Linked DNA regions of Sus scrofa: all the other regions are linked to region 3. The links are chromatin contacts, called in public HiChIP or PLAC-seq maps. All regions are on one chromosome and are shown on one strand. Each heading gives the region's core, a stretch centred on a gene start, on an enhancer-like site or on the middle of the called end of the contact. The rest is flanking DNA. Distances are from core to core; before and after follow the strand shown.

Region 1 (3,004 bases), core at 6-2,505, 360 kb after region 3:
CTGCGCGCCTTCCCCGCGGCGGGGTCAGTTAGGCTGCTCCGTGTTTCCTCGGAAAAGAGGAGGAAAGCAGCAAGGGAGGAGGGGACCCATTAGAGACAGGGAAGCCGGAAAGGCGGTGTGAGGAACAAGTTCCTCGGAGTCGTGGCTGTAGCTAGCAGCCGCCCTCTCCTGGGTCACGTTGGCCTCGCAGGCCGGCGCGGCTGGGTTTCCCCGGCTCCGAGCCCAGCGGTCCGGCCCGGCCCGGCCGCGGCAGATGCGCACGTCTTGTCACCTCGGCCCCTTGCAGGTTACTGTCCTCAGTTTCTAGAGGAGCTGGGCGAGGCTCAGAAGTTTCGATGGTGACGCAGCAGCTTGTCCCTGCGGGCTGGGGTCTGTCTGCGTGACTCATCTCCGCTCGCAGAGGCTTCCGACCGTTTGCGCGACGCCTCTGGGGGCAGAATGGTGTTTTCTGGCGAAGAAGCGCCACCACGAGTGCGCGGCGCTCCACGCCGGGTCCCAGGCAGCGGCGCCCCGTTCCGCACGGCCGCGGCTTCCGAACCGCTCTGTGCTCTCTGGGTGCCGCATAAAGGCCACCTTCCTGGAACCTCCGTCCCCTCAGGCCCCAGGGAGCTGGGGTGCCGCCGAGCCCGGGCCCCGCCAGTGACCGCGGCGTGCCCAGGCTGCTGGGATTCCGCGGGCAGGGGACCCGGGGTCCAGCTGCACAGGCGCCAGTTCCCAGGACTTGGCCCCGCAACAGCCCCAGGTTGCGCGCCTCCCCGGCCGCATGCGCGGCCCTCGTCTCAGGCTTTCGGACGTGCGGCCTGGGGAGCAGTCGCACGGCGGAGGAAGCCCACCCCAGGGTGCCCACCTGCCCCTGCCCAGGGATCCACGGTGCCCGCGAGCGGCCGCCTTCTTCCCGCGCCGGGCCCCACTAGCCAAGGGACCTGCCGGGCCCGCCGTCCCGCCGCGCCGGCCCCTCCTCCGCCCGCCCCGCCCCGCGCCGCGCCGGACACCCCGCCCCGAGGAGGCGGCCCGGCGAGCGGCTGCCGAGGGAGGCTGGTGGCATGGGGGAACCGCGGCCGCCGCCGCCGCCACACGCACGGTCGCCCCTAGCGAGCCCGGGCGCTGCTCGGAGCGCGGGGGACCGCGGACGCCGAGGGGGGCGGCTCGGGGCGTGACACCGAGCAGAGGGCGCGGCCCGGGCTGCGCCGCCCGGACGCGCGGCGAGCGGCGGGGGGAGCAGGCGGGCGGCGGCGCCGGGAGCCGCGGGCGGGCCGGGCCGGGCCGAGCGCCGAGGGCGCACCTGGCGGCGGCGCGGCCCGGCGGGACTGCGGGAGCAGCAGGCGCGGCGGCGGTGGTGGCGAAGATGTCGCAGCCGCCGCTGCCCCCCGCCTCGGCGGAGACTCGGAAGTTCACCCGGGCGCTGAGTAAGCCGGGCACGGCGGCCGAGCTGCGGCAGAGCGTGTCGGAGGTGGTGCGCGGCTCGGTGCTCCTGGTGAGTGCGGGACCACGGAGGGAGGCGGGCGGGCGGGCGGGCGGTCGCCTCCTTCACGCGCCTTTAAGTCGGTCCGGCCGAGGCAGAGCTGCCGACCCGGCTGGGTCTGCAGGATTAAGAGGTGATGGGGAAGGAGGGGGTGTTGGACAGGGCAGAAGGGAAGGTCCTGGAGGGCCAGCAACTTCCAGACCCCTACCTTGCGCCCAGGGATCCTCTCCCCGCTGCTGCCCCTTCCCTCCAGGGAAATTTCCTGGGAGATCGCCATCTGCCTCGTCTCCCCGCAACCCCCAAGTTTACTACCTCTGACAACTGAGAGATGATTCTCTCCTTTCCCCCTCCCCTCCCACGGCCCCCTTCTCCCTTATTCTGGAGGGACTTGGCATCTGTGGCCCGGAGGGGCTCAGGAGAGTGGATGTGGGGGACGGGGGGCTTCCTCTTCCAGTCCGTCACCCAGGGTGGGAGATGGCCCTGCGGACCCTTGGGTGGGCTAAGCTCCACAAGGGAAGGGATTCCGCATCCTTTCCGCTTCCTCCCCCAGCCGGCATCCTGAGATTTGGTCACCTCCGATGAAAGGTTGGTGAAGGGGCTTGATAGCCTTTGGGGACTAGAGCACTGGTGCATATTACTACGAAGTTTGGGGATTTGGGGCAAGTAGCCCTGAGATTAATCCGGTCAGAACAGAACGTCTTTTGAGAATAGGCCTCTGGGTGTGAGGAAGATAAAGTTTTAAATCAACTTTTCCACTGCTGGGACTGGTCCTGCTATATTTGGAAAAGCAGTGCACCCGGATCCCTGGGATGGTGCGGAGAGAGGAGATGTTGGAGCAGCAGCGTGCTCTCCTGGGCAGCTGGAAACTTTTAGCAGCTCCTTGCTTTGGCTCTGGCATTTGTTTTCTTGAAAGGGGCTTGTTTGTGGGTGGGTGACTTGTGCTTGTCGGAACCATGCAGGAAGCTGGGCCTTAGAGGTGAACCTCTGGGCTTTGTGGGGGTATTGACCGTGTGCAGAGCTAGGTCCTGTAGGACAGGGCCTAGCTCGTCTCTTTGGTGGTGGATAGATGCTCTTCTTGGGCAGACACGGAATGACATGACTTACGTTTGTGGAGATTGGAGAGGAAGCTTCACTGATTTCTGTAGCCAGTGGGCTATTTAATTTTTCTCTCAATAGCTCCGCACACTCACTCTAGATTCCTCAAACTCCAGTTTGTTCAGTATTAAGGGCTTTTAATTTTTCTGCTTTTACTGAAGTTTGTCATTTGATGGTAAGAAGTAGAGCACGAATTGAGACTAGACCAAAACCTGGGATCCCTTCCGTAACCTGAGCTAACCACAGCTGCCTTGGCTTAAGTAGCATGTTCTGCATCTTCCTGACTTTTGCAAGTGTGAGTATATTTAGGACAAAGCCCACAAACATCTGTGGCATCTTTTTTGTTCCGAAAGGAAACTTAGTTCTTTTCACTGGGGGCACTGTCCTCATTAGAGATATGAGGCAAAAGGAATAAATAAGACGTATGGCCGTGACATGATGTGGACA
Region 2 (3,167 bases), core at 395-2,894, 260 kb after region 3:
ATTCCTAACATTCACAACAGTTCGTTAATACCTGGAAGTATCTACTGCCTCCGCAAGATTGACTTCAAACGTACAGAGACATGAAGTACCAACAATGACACAAACTGCAAAAACTATAGCTGTTCGAAGAGTTCACTGCAGTTGTTGCATGCCTAATCTCGGCACTGTTTAGTTAGCATACATGGCACCTTACCAAAAGTCAATGAAGCCACTTCAGCAAGAAAAAGAAAGTTCTTTAAAAAGCTATATATACTTCTTCGCTCTCTATCTTCTGACCACACTGACAATCCAAAAAAAACAACATCCAGCAGAAATGTTCCTGCTTTCCTGCCAAACTACTTCCAAACTTGCTCCCACTTTGAAGTACTTTAATTAGTTTTTGTTTATCTAAAAACTCCTAAGGGAGACGGGGGGCGTAAAAAAAAATCAAAGTAAATCTAAAGGGTCAGCTCCAGAAGCAGAGGCTGTAATTTGCATCGTTTGGGGAAAAGCCAGCTTGGTCCCTCTGCAGCCTAAATGAATGGAACAAGGTGATGGGGAAGGGGGCGAGGTTCCAACACCACCTCCACTCGGACAGCCTCTACTTTCTACCTGGCAGGCGCGCCGCTGAGGGCAAGGGGCAGGGCCAGGAGAACACCAGAACAACCCAGCCCGACCCTAACCGCCTGGCCCACCTGCAGCACCCCGGGAACACCTGAGCATCGCACCTGGGGCTCACAGGTGGGGGGGCTGGGGGCGGGACTCACTCCCACTCGCCCCTCCAGGCCGAGGTGGGGGCGGTGTCCGCTGCCCCGCCACAGACAGGAACTACCAAGGTTCTGGCAAGGGGATGGAAGATCGGCCCCCAAACCTCCTGCAGCCCCGAGAGTCCCCGCAGCCACCAGTCTCCTCAAGGAGCTGCCCAAGGTGGCGTGGAGGAGCCAGCCAGGATGGCGGCGGCCGGTACTCACAGAGCCCACTGGAGCCGGTGCTGGTGAACATGGTCCCGCCGGACCCAGAGCCCCCGCGGGGGACAGGGGGAGGGGAAGCGGAGGCGGAGGGAGCCCGGCGACCGCGCAGGCGCACTCCCGGCGGGGCGGTGAATCCGGCAACGCCACTCCACTCCAGGGGCCGCCCGCGAACAGCGCATGCGCAACTCCTTAGCCGCCTCCCTTCCTGCCGGGGAAGGGAAGTGCATCCGCGGCGAGAGGGGCCGCTTCTCTGGCTTTTTCCGACGGCCGCGGGAGCCTTGGAAAAGGAGTAGGATGGTTTGGCAGGAACAAGTGTAACTCCTGGGAGCCTCACACTAGTGCTTAGCGCTGTCCCCAAGCCCCTCGGAGCCGCGAAAGCAGCGGGTTCCCCTGGAATGCCGGTGCGGGCGCATCCCCGGCGGCGACCTCTAACCTCTCGCCGGACGGGACGCCCGGCGCGCACCACGCATGCTCAGTCCTCCCGTGCCGGCTCCTGCGCTCGCTCCCCTGCCGACTGCTGACAGCTTGTCTCGAGTTCCGGTGTCCAGCGAAGTGCGAGAGGCAGCTCTGCGGACGCAAGGGGAGCAGAGCTGGGAGGCCTTCCCGGTCGCTGAGAGTAGGGCTGTCCTGCTGCCCCTCCGTGTTCCCCATGTCGGTTCCGCGCGAAATCCCCAAAAAAGTGCTGAGGGTCGTGGCCCCTGGACCCTCATTCCTCTCCGCCGCGGTGGCCGGTGTCCAGGTGTCCCAGGCGCAGTGCGTCTGTGACGGAGCAACGGTGCTCCCCACATCTCTGCCCTGGAGCCCTTCTGGACCCATGCTGTTTAAATTGTTTTCCCTTGCAAAAGTTTTACTCCCTGCTAAAGCAAAGTTACAGTTTTTTAAGTGAGTTTGAGCTTGGAAACTTTAATGTTGTGCAGTCTTTAAGAAATACATACGGTGGAATTGACCAACTACGAGGCTGAACGAAAAGGATAGGCTACAAAATTATGTACAGTATACTCTTCAAAAAAAAAGGTAGTATTTGACTGCTTGTATGGGCCAGGCACTGGGCTAAATGTGAACTTTGCAGATCAATAGAACACAGTTCCTGCCCTTAAGGAGAGGTGCCAGTGGGCCAAAATATTACCATTTATACTGTGTAAAGTGACTTTTCTTTAGGCTTTATTTGTAAAGTTTGTTCACACTTTTGAAATACATATTATATTTAGCTTGAGATTCATCTAGTTGACTTATTTTGCCATAAAAATGATACTTTCAGGGTATCATGTTTGCAGAAAGCCCTTGGCGGTAGCCAGCATAGGACCTCCTGAGTGGTTCTCATGGTAGGTGTGGGAACCACCATCCCTCCACTTAAGCAGTACAAAAGGCTAAAGGTATCTTTACAGTGGTACAAAGACATTGTTTGCCATTTACTCTTAAATCACTCAGGAGTATACAGAAGAGTTTCCTTCCCTCTGTACAATTGGAAAGATTGATTAACTTAACCAGTATTTTCCAGGTGACCAGTACATGATGTCACAAAACTATGCATGGCAAATGAACCTATCTACAGAACAGAAATAAACTCAAACAGACATGGAGAACAGACCTGTGGTTGTCCCAAGGGGGAGGGGAGGGAGTGGGGTGGACTGGGAGTTTGAGGTTAGTAAATGCAGACTATTAAATTTAGAATACATAAGGAATGAGGTTCTGCTGCATAGCACAGGGAACTATATCCAATCTCTTGTGATAGAACATAATGTAAGATATCAGAAAAATATATATATATATGAATGACCGAGTCACTTTGCTGTACAGCAAATGTTGACACATTATAAATCAACTGTACTTTAATAAAAAAAAAAAAAACTCGGAGTTCCCGTCGTGGCGCAGTGGTTAACGAATCCGACTAGGAACCATGAGGTTGCGGGTTCGATCCCTGCCCTTGCTCAGTGAGTTAAGGATCCGGCGTTGCCATGAGCTGTGGTGTAGGTTGCAGACGCGGCTCGGATCCTGCGTTGCTGTGGCTCTGGCGTAGGCCGGTGGCTACAGCTCCGATTGGACCCCTAGCCTGGGAACCTCCATATGCCGCGGGAGCGGCCCAAGAAATAGCAACAATAACAACAACAACAACAACAACAAAAAGACAAAAGACAAAAAAAAAAAAACAAAACAAAAAAAAAAAAACCCATTCATGGGTAAGAGATCAAACTGCAAGCTAAACCAATAACTTTTAGG
Region 3 (3,153 bases), core at 618-3,117:
AAATAAACACCAGCTTTAAAAAAAGCAAACTTAGTAAATAAACCTATTTATAGATTGTAAAAGATTGCTAAACGATTATTTGAATTGTTAAAATTACTAATGGTTTCAAAGAAATTCTCATGCCCCAAATGTTAAGTTTTAGCAATCCAAAATAATTGTATATGTTTCCTGTCCTGCCCTATGCCCAATAATCTAGAAGCAGGTTACTTATTTCTCTTTTACTAGTGGTTAAAGTGAAAAGCTTGAGTTTGAGGTCGTAAGAGGTCAAAGTTTTCAAGGTTTACCCTAGAAGAAAAGGCCAGCTTCTCCTGTGGTCTGCTCCTTTTAAGTGTTTCAAACAACCTCAGAGAACTAAACAGCGTCATCTTATGTATCTTCTGCATATTAAAAAATCTTTTACACTTCAAAGGTAGAAATTAACTATGTCAACCATCACAGCAATTCTTTATTAATGCACTTTACGCGGCTCTGGGTGTTAAATTCCACAAATAAGGAAGTAATCGCTAATCGTGAGGTTTAAAATGCCAAAAACCTAGAAAGAACGAGCTCGTAACCAACCAGGAGTTCTAGAAAAGTAGCAAACTGGCAGCAATGAACTTAAAAGTTGCTGGAAGACCTGGCCGCCCCCTTCCTTGCAGAGCGTGACCGGGCTGTAAGCGAACACCCCCAACTCGTGGAACGCTCGCTGACCTGCACGCATCCAACTCCAAGGGAGCGCCGGACACGCACAGTCCCCGTTTCAGGACAGCTGCACACACACTAGCTCTCGGCCAGACGGGAGGAGAGCCCGAGGCCCACCGAGTCCTGCAGAATCCACCCCGCTACCAGGCCGTTCCGGAGCCTCCGGCGCACAGCCGCGCCAACCCCAAGCGCTTCTGGGGACACTGGACCGCACCCACTGCTACGCCCCCTTCCCCTCGGGCCCCGGCCGCCCAGGCACGGAGAGGCTTCCCCTTCCGACAATGCACCCGGGGGTCCGTCAGGCCGCACCCACCTTGCACTCGTCGCTCTTTTTTTCTACGTCGCAGAAGTTGACGGGCGCCAGGCCGGGCAGGTAGAAAGCGGCGCCCCGACGCGGGCCCGGGGCGGCCCCCAGCAGGAGCAGCGACAGCAGCCACAGCCGCGGCCACCGAGATGGAAACGACGCCGACAGCCTGGCGCTCATGACGGCTGTTCCGGGGAAAGGGCAGCCGAGCCGCGGGGGTGAAGAGGGAAGGAGGGACGGGGAGGCTCGGAGACGAGGACCAGGCCGCCGGAGCTGAGGGAGGCCGGCCCCGCGACGGACAGTTCCGGTTGCGCTAGGAGACACCACGGGTTCCGCAACAGAAACCGAACCGGGCCTCGACGGAGCATGCGCAACGCCGCCTGCACATGCTCAGTGAGAGCGGCCGCAGGCGCCCCCAGGAGTTTCCGGGAGCCGGAGTGGAGGAAATCCACTTTCCAGGTTTTCAGCGGTCCGGCTGGAGTGGTTGCTGTGAGGGAGGTTCCAGCACTCACGTTCCGATTCCAAATTCCGATCTAGAGCTCCCTTGGGGCCCGGCGCCGGCGCCGCAAGCTTTCTGCTTTGTCTCAGTTTCCCGCGGTTTCCGCACCCCAGTAAGCAAAGCAGTTCCAGCAAAATAGGAATCTGGTATCATCATCCTTGAGCACGTCTCTGTTGCTTTTCCTATTGAAGTGATGCCATGCCCTTCTTTGCTGTATACAGACGGATTTGTTTGTGCAGTGCATTTTTTGAGTATTTTTCAGGGAGAAACTTGTGTTTTTTGGTTTTTGGCAACACCTGAGGCATGTGGAAGTTTTGGGGGCCAGGGATCAAACAGGGGCCACAGCAGTGACCATGCCAGGTCTCTCACCCGAGGAACTCTGAAACTTGCTTTTGGTGACCAAAAAAAAAAAAAAAAAAAAAAAAAACAGAGAGAGGGAGAAGAGAAAAAAATGCACAAAAGTTGTGAGTTAAGTTTTATTCAGGAAATTTACTGAGGACTGTAGCGAGGGAGACAGCCTCTAAGCTCTGAGCAACTGCTCTGAAGAGGTAAGGGAGAAGCCAGAATATATATGGAAAAAAAAATCAAAGATTACTGATAATCAGGAAGAAAAGACATCTCAAGTTAAGGATTAGTGCTTTTCTAGGTATGAGAAGATGCAAGAATCTGGGTTCACTGAAATTATTCCCTAGATATCCTCTTAACTATCCAGGGTCAGTATCCAGAGCACAGTATACTCCCGTTTTTCTCCATCCTGAATTCCCCTCAGGGCACCCTGTCGGTGGGGGACTGGTTTGATCATTGTAGAAATGGAATGGTGGACAGTCTTTGTTTAAAAAGTCAATTCAGCTGAACCTTGGAGTTCAATCGAATACTTCAGAAGATGGTATTCATGTAGACTTTCTAGCAAGGAATCAACCCAGAAGTACTTCAGCTGAGAAATCAAACAGGGGCACGTTTACTAGATGGACAATTCAGAAATTTGTGGGGCCCCAGGCAATCCTATCTAAATTCTTGTGGGTATCTGCACGTTTTCTCCTGGACAGTTTATAACATTAAATTTTCAAAGGAATCTATGTGCAAAAAAGGCTAAGGACCACTGTTCTATGCTGGGGAGTAAGCAGAACATGCTCGCAAAGATAGTTCCCACTAAGAACTCCAGCTTTGGAACAGCACTATTAACTTATGGGGACCTTGAGCAAGTTAAATCATCAAGTCCCAGGAAGTATAATAGGATGTCCATTGCGAATGAAAAATGGTACCTGCCATATCCGTCATCAGAGGATGTTGCAGCCATGAAGACAGTACAGCCCCGGCTGACAGTGAGCCCTGAGGGAACTCAGGATGGAGACAAACTGCCAGGCCCTCAGCCACTGCAGCTACCGCCAACTGTGCACCCTGAGGGGATTCCGGATGGGGAAAAGCAGGATACTGGTCCTGGATAGCTAAGGCGCATACTGAAGGAGTATTTCCAGTGAGGCCAGACTCCTGCATCTTCCCATACAAAGAACAGTGCTAAATTTAATTAACTCAAGATGTCTGATTTTCTTTAACCGTAATCTTTTAAAGTTCTTACTACCTGGTCTTTCGCAAAAACAGCCATTATATCCTGGCTTCTCCCTTGCCTCTTCAGAGCAGTCCTCAAAGCTATCTGAAAGGCTTAAGTCCT

What was found. HiChIP or PLAC-seq counts read pairs in DNA pulled down with a chosen protein or histone mark.
Region 1: a contact with region 3 is called in an H3K27ac HiChIP or PLAC-seq map of alveolar macrophages. The contact joins the promoter of DOCK9 here to the promoter of TM9SF2 in region 3. A contact is called at or near these places in 1 of 5 promoter capture datasets (liver), 1 of 47 Hi-C or Micro-C datasets (liver) and 2 of 2 datasets of contacts at active chromatin or transcription factors (alveolar macrophages and skeletal muscle).
Region 2: an H3K27ac HiChIP or PLAC-seq map of alveolar macrophages shows a contact between it and region 3, with 4 times the contacts expected there. The contact joins the promoter of UBAC2 here to the promoter of TM9SF2 in region 3. A contact is called at or near these places in 1 of 5 promoter capture datasets (liver), 4 of 47 Hi-C or Micro-C datasets (heart right ventricle, liver and skeletal muscle) and 2 of 2 datasets of contacts at active chromatin or transcription factors (alveolar macrophages and skeletal muscle).

What each region holds. Positions count from the first base shown.
Region 1 is chr11:68,050,603-68,053,606 of Sscrofa11.1, reverse strand. DOCK9 (dedicator of cytokinesis protein 9) reads left to right here and starts at 1,255. Exons shown (of 53, transcript XM_021065834.1): 1 at 1,255-1,474. The coding sequence starts at 1,346.
Region 2 is chr11:68,143,312-68,146,478 of Sscrofa11.1, reverse strand. UBAC2 (ubiquitin-associated domain-containing protein 2) reads right to left here and starts at 1,644. Exons shown (of 10, transcript XR_002336734.1): 1 at 951-1,644.
Region 3 is chr11:68,406,548-68,409,700 of Sscrofa11.1, reverse strand. It overlaps TM9SF2 (transmembrane 9 superfamily member 2), which reads right to left and starts at 1,867. Exons shown (of 17, transcript XM_021065854.1): 1 at 995-1,867. The coding sequence starts at 1,165.